2 separate regions of the Sus scrofa genome follow, and region 1 is linked to region 2. A link is a contact called in public promoter capture Hi-C data. All regions are on one chromosome and are shown on one strand. The core of a region is the stretch at or near the end of the contact, and the rest is flanking DNA. Distances in the headings are between cores, read along the strand shown.

What was found. Promoter capture Hi-C pulls out the DNA fragments that hold promoters and counts their contacts.
Region 1: a contact with region 2 is called in a promoter capture Hi-C map of liver, with 4 times the contacts expected there. The contact joins the promoter of TFE3 here to the promoter of PQBP1 in region 2. A contact is called at or near these places in 1 of 5 promoter capture datasets (liver) and 1 of 2 datasets of contacts at active chromatin or transcription factors (alveolar macrophages).

The regions. Positions count from the first base shown.
Region 1 is chrX:43,114,215-43,119,154 of Sscrofa11.1, forward strand. TFE3 (transcription factor E3) reads right to left here and starts at 2,163. Exons shown (of 10, transcript XM_003135074.6): 1 at 1,744-2,163. The coding sequence starts at 1,859.
Region 2 is chrX:42,974,574-42,979,537 of Sscrofa11.1, forward strand. PQBP1 (polyglutamine binding protein 1) reads left to right here and starts at 2,073. Exons shown (of 6, transcript NM_001246668.1): 1 at 2,073-2,158. The coding sequence starts at 2,092. It overlaps TIMM17B (mitochondrial import inner membrane translocase subunit Tim17-B), which reads right to left and starts at 1,714. Exons shown (of 6, transcript XM_003360308.4): 1 at 1,300-1,714; 2 at 343-442. The coding sequence starts at 1,472.

The DNA of each region.
Region 1 (4,940 bases), core at 913-3,412, 140 kb after region 2:
CCCCCCACCAACCCCGCCCCAGTCGGAGTTCGAGGGATGCCAACATCCAACCAAAAAAAAAAAAAAAGAAAGAAATGGAAATAATAAAGACTCCCCTAGGCTCAACGATCTGGATTTACAAGAGGGAGAACTGGAGTGGAGGATCACTTTGTAGGAACATTCTTCTCTAGGTCAGAGGAGCCTGCCCAGCGCTCTCCTGGTTTTTTGGATAAATCGCAACACAAACACACCTTCCATACCAACACCCACAAGCACCCAAAATAATAAGCCAGGTACACCCCTCCCTTTCAACTATTCCCACCACTATCATGATCCAGGTCGTTATAAAAGCAGTAGGAGATGATGGTAAATTGTTATGATGGAAAGGCTCCTGGCTCAACCCTCCATGCCAGCTGCAAGACCCTAAAGTGTGAGGGCCACTAACATGGGGGCACATGGACATGCATCCCTGAATTTTGTCAGAAGATCTTGAATCCTCAGACTGTGGTTGACTTCACTTGACAAGAATTCTTGCCCCTCCCCAAGGATCTGTCTTCCTTTCTTTCTTCACCCACAGATGGGGCCCTAAAACCACCCAGGAAGTCGGGAAGAGGAAGCTCGGGGAGCTGCTGAGCTAGGCACAATCCCAGCCAGAAAGTAGGCAAAGCCCCCCTCCCATGCTCTCATCCTGGAAGCGGTGGGCACTAGACTGAGAGGGCTGGGGCTTACAGGCCTGTTGATAGAAGTGAGGCTGAGAGGTCAGAGAAGAACTACCCAGCCAGGGATGGTGCAATTGGTGCTCATTCCAGCTCTGGGGTCAGATTCAAGATTGTCTCCAGGGCCTGAGAGACAGACAAGGAGGGCGAGATAAAAAAAAAAAAAAGTACCTGTGTCTGAGTGTGTGTGTGTGTGTGTGTAGGGGGTGAAAAGGGCTGGCTGAGAGGCTAGGGCAGGTGGCCTCAGGAACAAGATCCTCCTCTGGGTTCCCCAATAAGGTCTGATGAGGCCTTCAATGAGTTAAGTGTTAGCACCACCTCCATTGCCTGTCTGTCTGACTGACTCCCATTCAAGCCCCTGTTGAGGGTGTGAGAAGAGGACTTTCCCACTATCCCTTGGATCTGACCCAGCTGGACGGGTGGGCAAGTGGAGGGATTATTCTGATCAAGTCTTGATGAATGTTGCTTTTCTTGTGCACTCGCACACACTCCCAAGGCTGGTCCCACGCAGCATATCTGAGATAGCCCCAAATCCCTTCAGAGTCAAGTTTCCCCAAACACAGCCTCCAGCAACCAGCCACTGGGAGTCACCAAGCTCCTGAGACAGCACCTCTGACTCCTAGGACCCTCTCTCTGAGGGGAAAAGAAGCCTTAAAATCAGTACCTCACTTACAGAGTGGCCCCTTAAATTCATTCTCCTCATACCTGACTCAAGAATCCCAAATTCAACCTCTAATCAGAGTCTCAGTCCCTGAAGTTCAGCGACGTTAGACCAGTTTGTGGACACAACAGAATCAGTCCCTCTAGACCCAGTCAAGGGCCCCCCAAATCTGAACAAGGCCTCTCTTAATGTACTTCCACGACTCCTTTAAGCCTCAGTCCAAGCAGGCCACCGCCAGATTCCTTAGGTGCCCCCCCCAAGTCGGGCGCCCCGACGTCCTCCAAGCCTAGGCCAAGGGCCTCCGATCACAGTCCTGGGCCCCCGCTGCCCCCAGATCAGGCCCCCGGGAACCCCAGTCAGCACTACCGGTCCCAGGCGGCCCCGCACCTGAGCAGCTGGGCCGAGTCGGCCGGCCTGCGCTCCTCCAACAGCACGAACACGGCTCGAGGGCCCTCCGCGCTGGCCTCTACGCCGTCCCGAGCTGGCTCGGCCGCATGAGACATGACGCCCGGCCCCGGGCGAGCCCTGCCAGGCCGGTCGGGCCTCGGCCCGGTCCCCCCAACAAAATAAGAGTCCCCCTCCCCCGCTCGCCACCGCCTCCTCCGCTAAGCCATGGAGCGAGCTCTGCGCCGGCGGGCGGCGTCGGGGAGATGGGATGGGCCGTGAGTCATCCCCCGCCCTAAACGGACCGACACCCCCCCCAACCTAACCCCGGACGACCGCCTTCCTCCCCCTCGTCCTCTTCCCCCTCCTCCCTGGGCTGGGGAAACTCCACAGGAAGTGACCGCATGATGGATAGACAGCTCGCCGGGCCACGCCCTCTGGGTGAGACGACCAATCGTCGAGGGATGTTTCAAGGGCCCGCCCTAAGCTACGCCTCCGAAGCCAAAAGAAGACTAGATTCGGCAGGCCCTTTTTCCGAGAAGGGGGCACCTAGGCCACGCCCTCAGAGAGAGGCAAATCAATGAGAGGTAATTTGATTGAGTCACGCCTCTTCTTCTCAAATTATCCCTCCGCAAGATAGTAAGCCGCTCCTTAGGGCCTCTGCGCCTGCGTACTGAAGCCCGGTCGGCGCGCGGAGGCTCTCCAGGCTACGCTTCTAGCTGCGGAATCGCGCCCTCTCTCGGCCAGCATTCGTAATATCCACTCTCCAGACCGCGCTCCAACCTTGATCTAGCGGTGCCTGCTAAGCCAAAGCCTAAGCCTTGAGGCCTAGGCAGCTACGTTCCCTTGAATTGCGCACCAGAAACCCTGCCCTCTCGGTACCTACAGTCCAGCGATCCAGCTGGTCTTCCAGGAAGCGCTCCGTCTGCTCTTTGTTGTTCAGAGCGGTTGTTGTACTAGGTCGTTGTGCTACACTGTAGGTGCTTAGTAAAATCCTTGACGGATGGCTGAATGAGTGGAAAGATGGACATTAGATCCGCTCCCTTCGGTGGATGACTTCTGTTGTTATACAGAACTGGGTTTGGATATGGACAAGGGACTTACCCTCTCGGAGCCTCAGCTTTCTTGGCCGTCAAATGGGGGTCTTAATACCTGTCTGGCGACATTTTTATAGGGAGTAGAAGTAATTTATGAATAGTGCTAGCAGATTTTTTGGTATACAATAACCTCTCCAAAAATTCATTGATTCAGGAGTTCCCATCGTGGCGCAGCGGAAACGAATCCAACTAGGAACCACGAGGTTTCGGGTTTGATCCCTGGCCTCGCTCAGTGGGTTAAGGATCCGGTGTTGCGGTGAGCGTGGTGTGGGTCGCTGACGCCCCCCGGATCTGGCGTTGCTGTGGTTGTGGCGGAGGCCGGCAGCTGTAGCTCCAATTAGACCCCTAGCCTGGGAACCTCCATATGCCTCGGGTGCGGCCCTAAAAAGACAAAAATAAAAAAATTGATTCACTCATTTGTGCACTGGTACAGCAAACATTGATTGAGCTCCTCTGTGTGCTAAATGTATGCAAGTTGGCTTGCACACAGCGGAGGGTCCCACTCACACCTTCAGGTGCACAGTCAACTCACAAAACACCAGGACCAACAACCTTCCCTAAATTCTTCCCAGCATCCCAAGACCATGCCCATCAGTTGCACCACTGGGAACTTCACTGAACTTCCATTTGCCTTGTACCTTTCTGTATTGGCACCCTTATTTCCCTTATTATCAAGTCGACTTGGTAAACACGAACGTCCCCATACACACACACACACACACACACACACACACACACATATCATCATCATCCACATAACAAAGGTGACAATTCTTCCCCAAACTAATCTTTCACAAAATCAATATGGTACCAATACAAATTCCAAAACGGGGAGTTCCCACTGTGACACAGTGGGTTAAAGATGCCACGCAGCGATTCAGGTTGCTGTGGAAGTGCTGGTTGGATCCGCAGCCCTGCACAGTGGATTAAGGTTCCAGTGTTGCCACCGCTGTGGTGTAGGTGGCAGCTGTGGTTCGTATTTGATCCCTAGCCTGGGAACTTCCATATGCTGTGGGTGCATTCATAAAAAAAATTTTTTTGGAGTTCCCCTTGTGGCTTAGCAGTAACCAACCTGACTAGTATTCATGAGGGCGTGGGTGTGATCCTTGGCCCTGCTCCCTCAGTGGGTTAAGGACCTGGCGTTGTGGTGAGCTGTGGTGTAGACCTCAGACTTGGCTGGGATCTGGCATTGCTGTGGCTGTGGCATGGGCTGGCAGCTGCAGCTCCAATTCAACCCCTGGCCTGGGAACCTCCATATGCCTCAGGCGTGGCCCTGAAAAATTTAAAAAATGGAACTTGAGGACCTGATGTTAAAATTCCTACGTTGCCTTAAATATGTAAGCGTATCTAATTTTATAAAAGAAGAAGAAAGATGAAGGCATCATTTTACCAGATTCAAAATATATGACAAAGCTCTAGTAATTAAAACATTGTAATATGCAAGTAGGAATAGAAAACTACATCGATGGTACGGAAAAAAAAAATCCAAAACTCGACCTAGGTGTTTGTGGGAATCAGTAAATGACAAAACTGTTATGTCAAGTCACTGGGAGAGAGATGGACTATTTCCTAAAATGGTTTGGGGAATCTTTTGGGGGGAAGGATTAGATTCCTAATTTAGTCAGTTCAGAAAAGTTAATTCCAGATTGGCTAAAAACCTTAACTTTAAAAAGAAAAACTGTAAAAAAAATATCAGAACAGGCATTCCCATGGTGGCACAGCGGTAATGAACCTGACTAGTATCCATGAGGATGCGACTCTGATGCCTGGCCTTGCTCAGTGGGTGAAGGATCCAGCATTGCGGTAAGCTGTAGTGTAGGTCGAAGATGCAGCTTGGATCCTGTGTGGCTATGGCTGTGGCATAAGCCAGCAACAGTAGCTCCGATTGGACCCCTAGCCTGGGAACTCCTGTATGCTATGGGTGTGGCCCTAAAAAGACAAGGGGGGGGCAGATTTAACAAACCGGAAAGGAGATGGCAATGTGACCACAGAGGCAGAGATTGAGGTGATGTGGCCACAAGCCAATGAATTCAGGCAGCCACCAGAAACTGGAAGAGATAACAGATTCCCCCCTAGAGTCTCTGAGGAGAGGGTGGCCCTGCT
Region 2 (4,964 bases), core at 823-3,322:
CTGCCAATTAAACTCCTATCACTTCCCTCTAGCCAGGCTTCCAACCCAGAGTCTGTCTTTAGGTAACATCTGTCTGGCTTTGCACACACACCTTTAAGTTTTGTGATGACAAAACCTTTTGACAGCACAGCATTTCCAAAGAGGAGCTCCAGTTGGGTGGGGGGTGAGGGGCAGAGGTCATGTATGCAGTTCCCCCAAACTCCCAGATCGTGGAACCAGGCCTGGCACACAGTAGGTGGGCAGGCACCAGAATGATTAAGTGCCCGTGACTGGCACTCCAAGCGGTTTTCCCATGTGGGCGGGGCAAGACCCCCGCACCACCCAAGGAAGGTCAGGACTCACGACAGGGGCATTGCGGAAGCCCTTAATGGCCTGGAAGACTCCACCGCCGATAACACCCATAGTGAAGGCTCCACCGCAATCATCCACAATTCGCCATGGGCTGCAAGCGGGAAGGGGAGGATAGGGTTAATGTGAGCCCTCCCCCATTTTATGTCACAAGGACACTTTCCAGCTGGGAGAAACTACGTCACTCAAATGGGGAGCAGCACTTCAAATAATAAAGAGGGTATTTTCCTCCATATTCTCGCAAAGAAACAGTGCGGAAGGGGGAAAAACATTAGTCGTTGCCCTTGTCCGCCCCTCTCCTTCACAGCCAACTGGTTTACTGCTAGCAAAGATTAAATGACTTGATTGCAAGCAAAGAGTGGGCACGTTTAAATAAGCGCTACGGAAGTGTTAACAAGCTGGCACTGTAAAGTACAACGGGGGTCGCACCCCCTCCTCCGACAATGAGCTCGTCCAGCCACGCTCTTCCCTTTCTTCACCTTGCACGAGGGAGGAAAAACCTAGCTGCAGACCGTGGGGACGATCCGACACCCCCTCCTTGCCCACAGTGGGCTCACCCAAGCCCCGCCTCCATTCACCAAAGGGACCTGGGAAAAACCACGCGCGGTAACCCTGGGGATTTCCGCCTAGCAACACACCACCCCCCGGCTGGAATGGATTCGACCAACGTGTCTCTTTCCGTTAACAAGAGGGACCGGGGACAAGAGTCAAGGGAAACGTGGAGTGGTTCGTCCTGCACCGCACCAGCTCCTTCAAGCACACAGTTGTGGCCCCTCTTAACGGAGCCCAAGTAAGGAAACAAGTGGACGGGAGCGGAAGGAGACAACAAACGTTTAAAAGTCTCCCGAGTCTGGGACGTGGCGCTGTGTAGCCAGCGCCTCCCCCGCCCGCCTCCCACCGCTGGCCGTGGCGCCGCAGCAAGAGTCCCGAGGCCTGTGCCCCTCGCCGTACCAAGGCTCCCGAGCGTACTCCTCCATGGCGCCGGCGTCCGGCCGCGCAGTCTGGCTAAATCCCGGCCGGGCCACACCCCCACTGTAAACGCACACAGGCGCCCGAGCTTTCCACCTATTCCAAGGTAATGATTGGGTCCTTTCGCCAGACGTCAGGCCAAGGCGCACTCTCATTGGCCAGTTAGGTTTCCGTCATCTGTTCTCTGCAGCCCGAGCGTCGCCCAGTTACCTCTGGCTCAGGGAGAGAGGGCCTCATTCTTTCCCTCAGGAGAAAAAGAGTCGTGGTCCTGGCGATCATAAAGGCGTCGAGAGAGAGGCCGACAGTCTGACAGCCTTCCGCAACCCGCGTGACTGTATTGGTAATGTCGGGGTGGGCGCATTTTTTGGAGCTAGAGGAAACCCTGCTCCCCCCACCCCTGCTCCTTGGTTCCTTCCACCCGGCAGTCTTTGGGGGACGTTGGGTGAGCCCATTTCTGGGGCGCGGGGGAGCGGCGCTTGGCCCCTTCGGCGATGGGTGGAGCCTAGGCCTGGGAGAGGAGGCCTGGGAGAGGAGTCCTGTCCCGGAGCACCCCGCCTGGAGAGGAGAGTTGGCGAGAATTTCGGTGATACTGCCGTTTATCCCTTCCACCTTTTAGCGGGTAGGTTCTGTTGCCCAGCTCCTGGTGCAGGTGGGTAGGTGGGAGTCTAGATGAGTGCATGTTGGGGAGAGGCGCTTGCTTACGAGCTCCAGATTCAAATCCTTATCTGAACTGCTTTCTCGTCTGTCCTTCCCTAGGTCTGTCTGCTACCCGCTATGCCGCTGCCCGTTGCGTTGCAGACCCGCTTGGCCAAGAGAGGCATCCTCAAACATCTCGAGCCCGGTGAGAGAGCTAAGAGCAGATGGGCCTACCATGTGCCAGGCTTGACAGGCACTTTGTTGTTGATATTGCCACTCGATCCCTAGTATGGGCCTACTATATACCAAGCAGTGGGCTGGCAGACATTTTGTTGTAAACAATACGTATTCCTGACGCCGATTCCTACCGCGTGCGCGCGGACGCCTACGGTGGGGGTGGGGCAGGGAATAGACATTTCAGCTTTAGTCGTACCTAATACTGACAGCTGATGCTTATCTTGGATCTTCATACGCCAGATTTAATCCAATCGATCCCTGGAAGAGTATCTAAGGATATTAATAGTAAACTGACATCTATTACAGCCTCTTTTGGACCAAATACAGTGGGAGGAGGCTGATATTTTGTTCTTTACCATACTAGTAGGTAACATTTTTTTCAGATCTACTGTAGAGCCAGGTACTGTTCAGGCGATATATACCGACTTGTTCACCAGTTCAATAACTGACATGTATTTCGGGTCTGCTTAAGTGGCTGGCATATGCATTATGGTTTACAGTATGTAAAATAATGGTAGGGGAGTTCCTGTCGTGGCGCAGTGGTTAACGAGTCCGACTAGGAACCATGAGGTTGCGGGTTCGATCCCTGGCCTTGCTCAGTGGATTAAGGATCCAGCGTTGCCGTGAGCTGTGGTGTAGGTCGCAGACGCGGCTCGGATCTGGCGTTGCTGTGGCTCTGGCGTAGGCTGGCAGCTCAGCTCCGATTGGACCCTTAGCCTGGGAACTTCCATATGCCGCGGGAGCGGCCCAAGAAAAGGCAAAAAAACAAAAAACAAAACAAGGATAATGATAGGATCTGTCATTTTGGCCTGCTGTGCTGCCGTTGCCAGTATTTATACCTTACTGTCATTACAGTAAAAGTTGGCATCTATTTTGGGCTAAGGTGTGGCCGTGTACTGGAAAACTCATTTTCACTTTATTGACAGGTGACATCTATTACAGGTTTGTTGTGTGCCAAGCATAGATCTTTGGTTAATAATACGGATAATGGTCATTGATATTTATTTTAAGCTTACTGAATACCGGGCCTTGTGCCCGTGGTACGTTTCTTACTAACAACACTAATGATTATAGCTGATGATCTATTTTGGACCTATTGTGTGACAGGCACTATGTTATTGCTGAAATAGACATTTCATTGTTAGCTGTATACACAGTTGAAACCTGTGATCGGCCAACTGAGGTCCAGGTACTCATGTACCTTTTTTAAAATGTTTGGTCTTTTTATGGCCACACCCACGGCATATGAAAGTTCCCGGGCTAGGGGTCGAATCAGATCTGTAGCCGCTGGCCTATGCCACAGCCACAGCAATGCCAGATCCGAGCTGCATCTGTGACTTACACCACAGCTCACAGCAGTGCCAGATTCTTAACCCACTGAGCAGGGCCAGGGATCAAACCTTCGTCCTCGTGGATGCTAGTCGGGTTCGTTATTGCTGAGCCACAATGGGAACCCCCACTCATACACCTTTTTTATTCTGTTGATAGTAACTGAAAACAGTTGCAGGTCTCAGGAGCTGAATATATTCAGAGCAGTGTTTGGATAAATGCCTTGCTCTCCAAACTTGCTACTCAATATACTAGAATCAGAAACTCCCTATTTGCCAAGCTGGAGAACTGAATGAATTTGGACGTTTTTAGATAAAACCTTTGCTGTTCAAACTAATTTTGTCCAAATAGGTTTGGATAGCGGGGAGTTTCCGTCATGGCTCAGTAGTTAACAAACCTAGTTAGTATCTATGAGGACGCGGGTTCAACCCCTGGCCTCACTCAGTGGGTTAAGGATCTGGCATTGCCATGAGCTTCAGTGTAGGTCTCAGGTGGGGCTTGGATCCTGTGTCGCTGTGGCTGTGGCCTGGAGTGGCAACTACAGCTCCAATTTGACCCCTAGCCTGGGAACCTCCACATGCCACAGGTGTGGCCTTAAAAAGACAAAACGATACATAAAAATAGATTTGGGGAGTTCCCGTCATGGCGCAGTGGTTAACGAATCCGACTAGGAACCATGAGGTTGCGGGTTCCGTCCCTGCCCTTGCTCAGTGGGTTAACGATCCGGCGTTGCCGTGAGCTGTGGTGTAGGTTGCAGACGCGGCTCGGATCCCGCGTTGCTGTGGCTCTGGCGTAGGCCGGTGGCTAGCTATGGCTCTGATTGGACCCCTAGCCTGGGAACCTCCATATGCCGCGGGAGCGGCCCAAGAAATAGCAAAAAGACCAAAAAAAAAAAAAAAAAAAAAAAAGATTTGGATAGCAGGGTGTCACATACTGTCTGAACACAGGAACTAAACAAACATGGATACACGTTTTTTATTTAATTTTTATTTTTTTTAGGGCCACACCTGAAGCATATGGGGGTTCCCAGGCTAGGGGTCTAATCAGAGCTACAGCTGCCAGCCTACACCACAGCCACAGCAACGCCAGATCCAAGTGGCATCTGGGACCTACACCACACACAGCTCAGGGCAATGCCAGCTCCTTAACCACTGAGCGAGGCCAGGGATCGAACCTGCAACCTCATGGTTCCTAGTTGGATTCATTTCCTTGCGCCACAACAGGAACTCCGGATACACTTTTTTGTTTTTTTTGCTTTTTAGGGCCGTACCCGCGGCGTGTGGAGGTTCCCAGGCTAGGGGTCGAATCAGAGCTACAGCTGCCGGCCTACGCCACAGCCACAGCAACGCCAGATCCGAGGCATGTCTGTGACCTACACCACAGCTCACGGCAACACTGGATCCTTCACCCACTGCGCGAGGCCTGGGATCGAACCTGCAACCTCA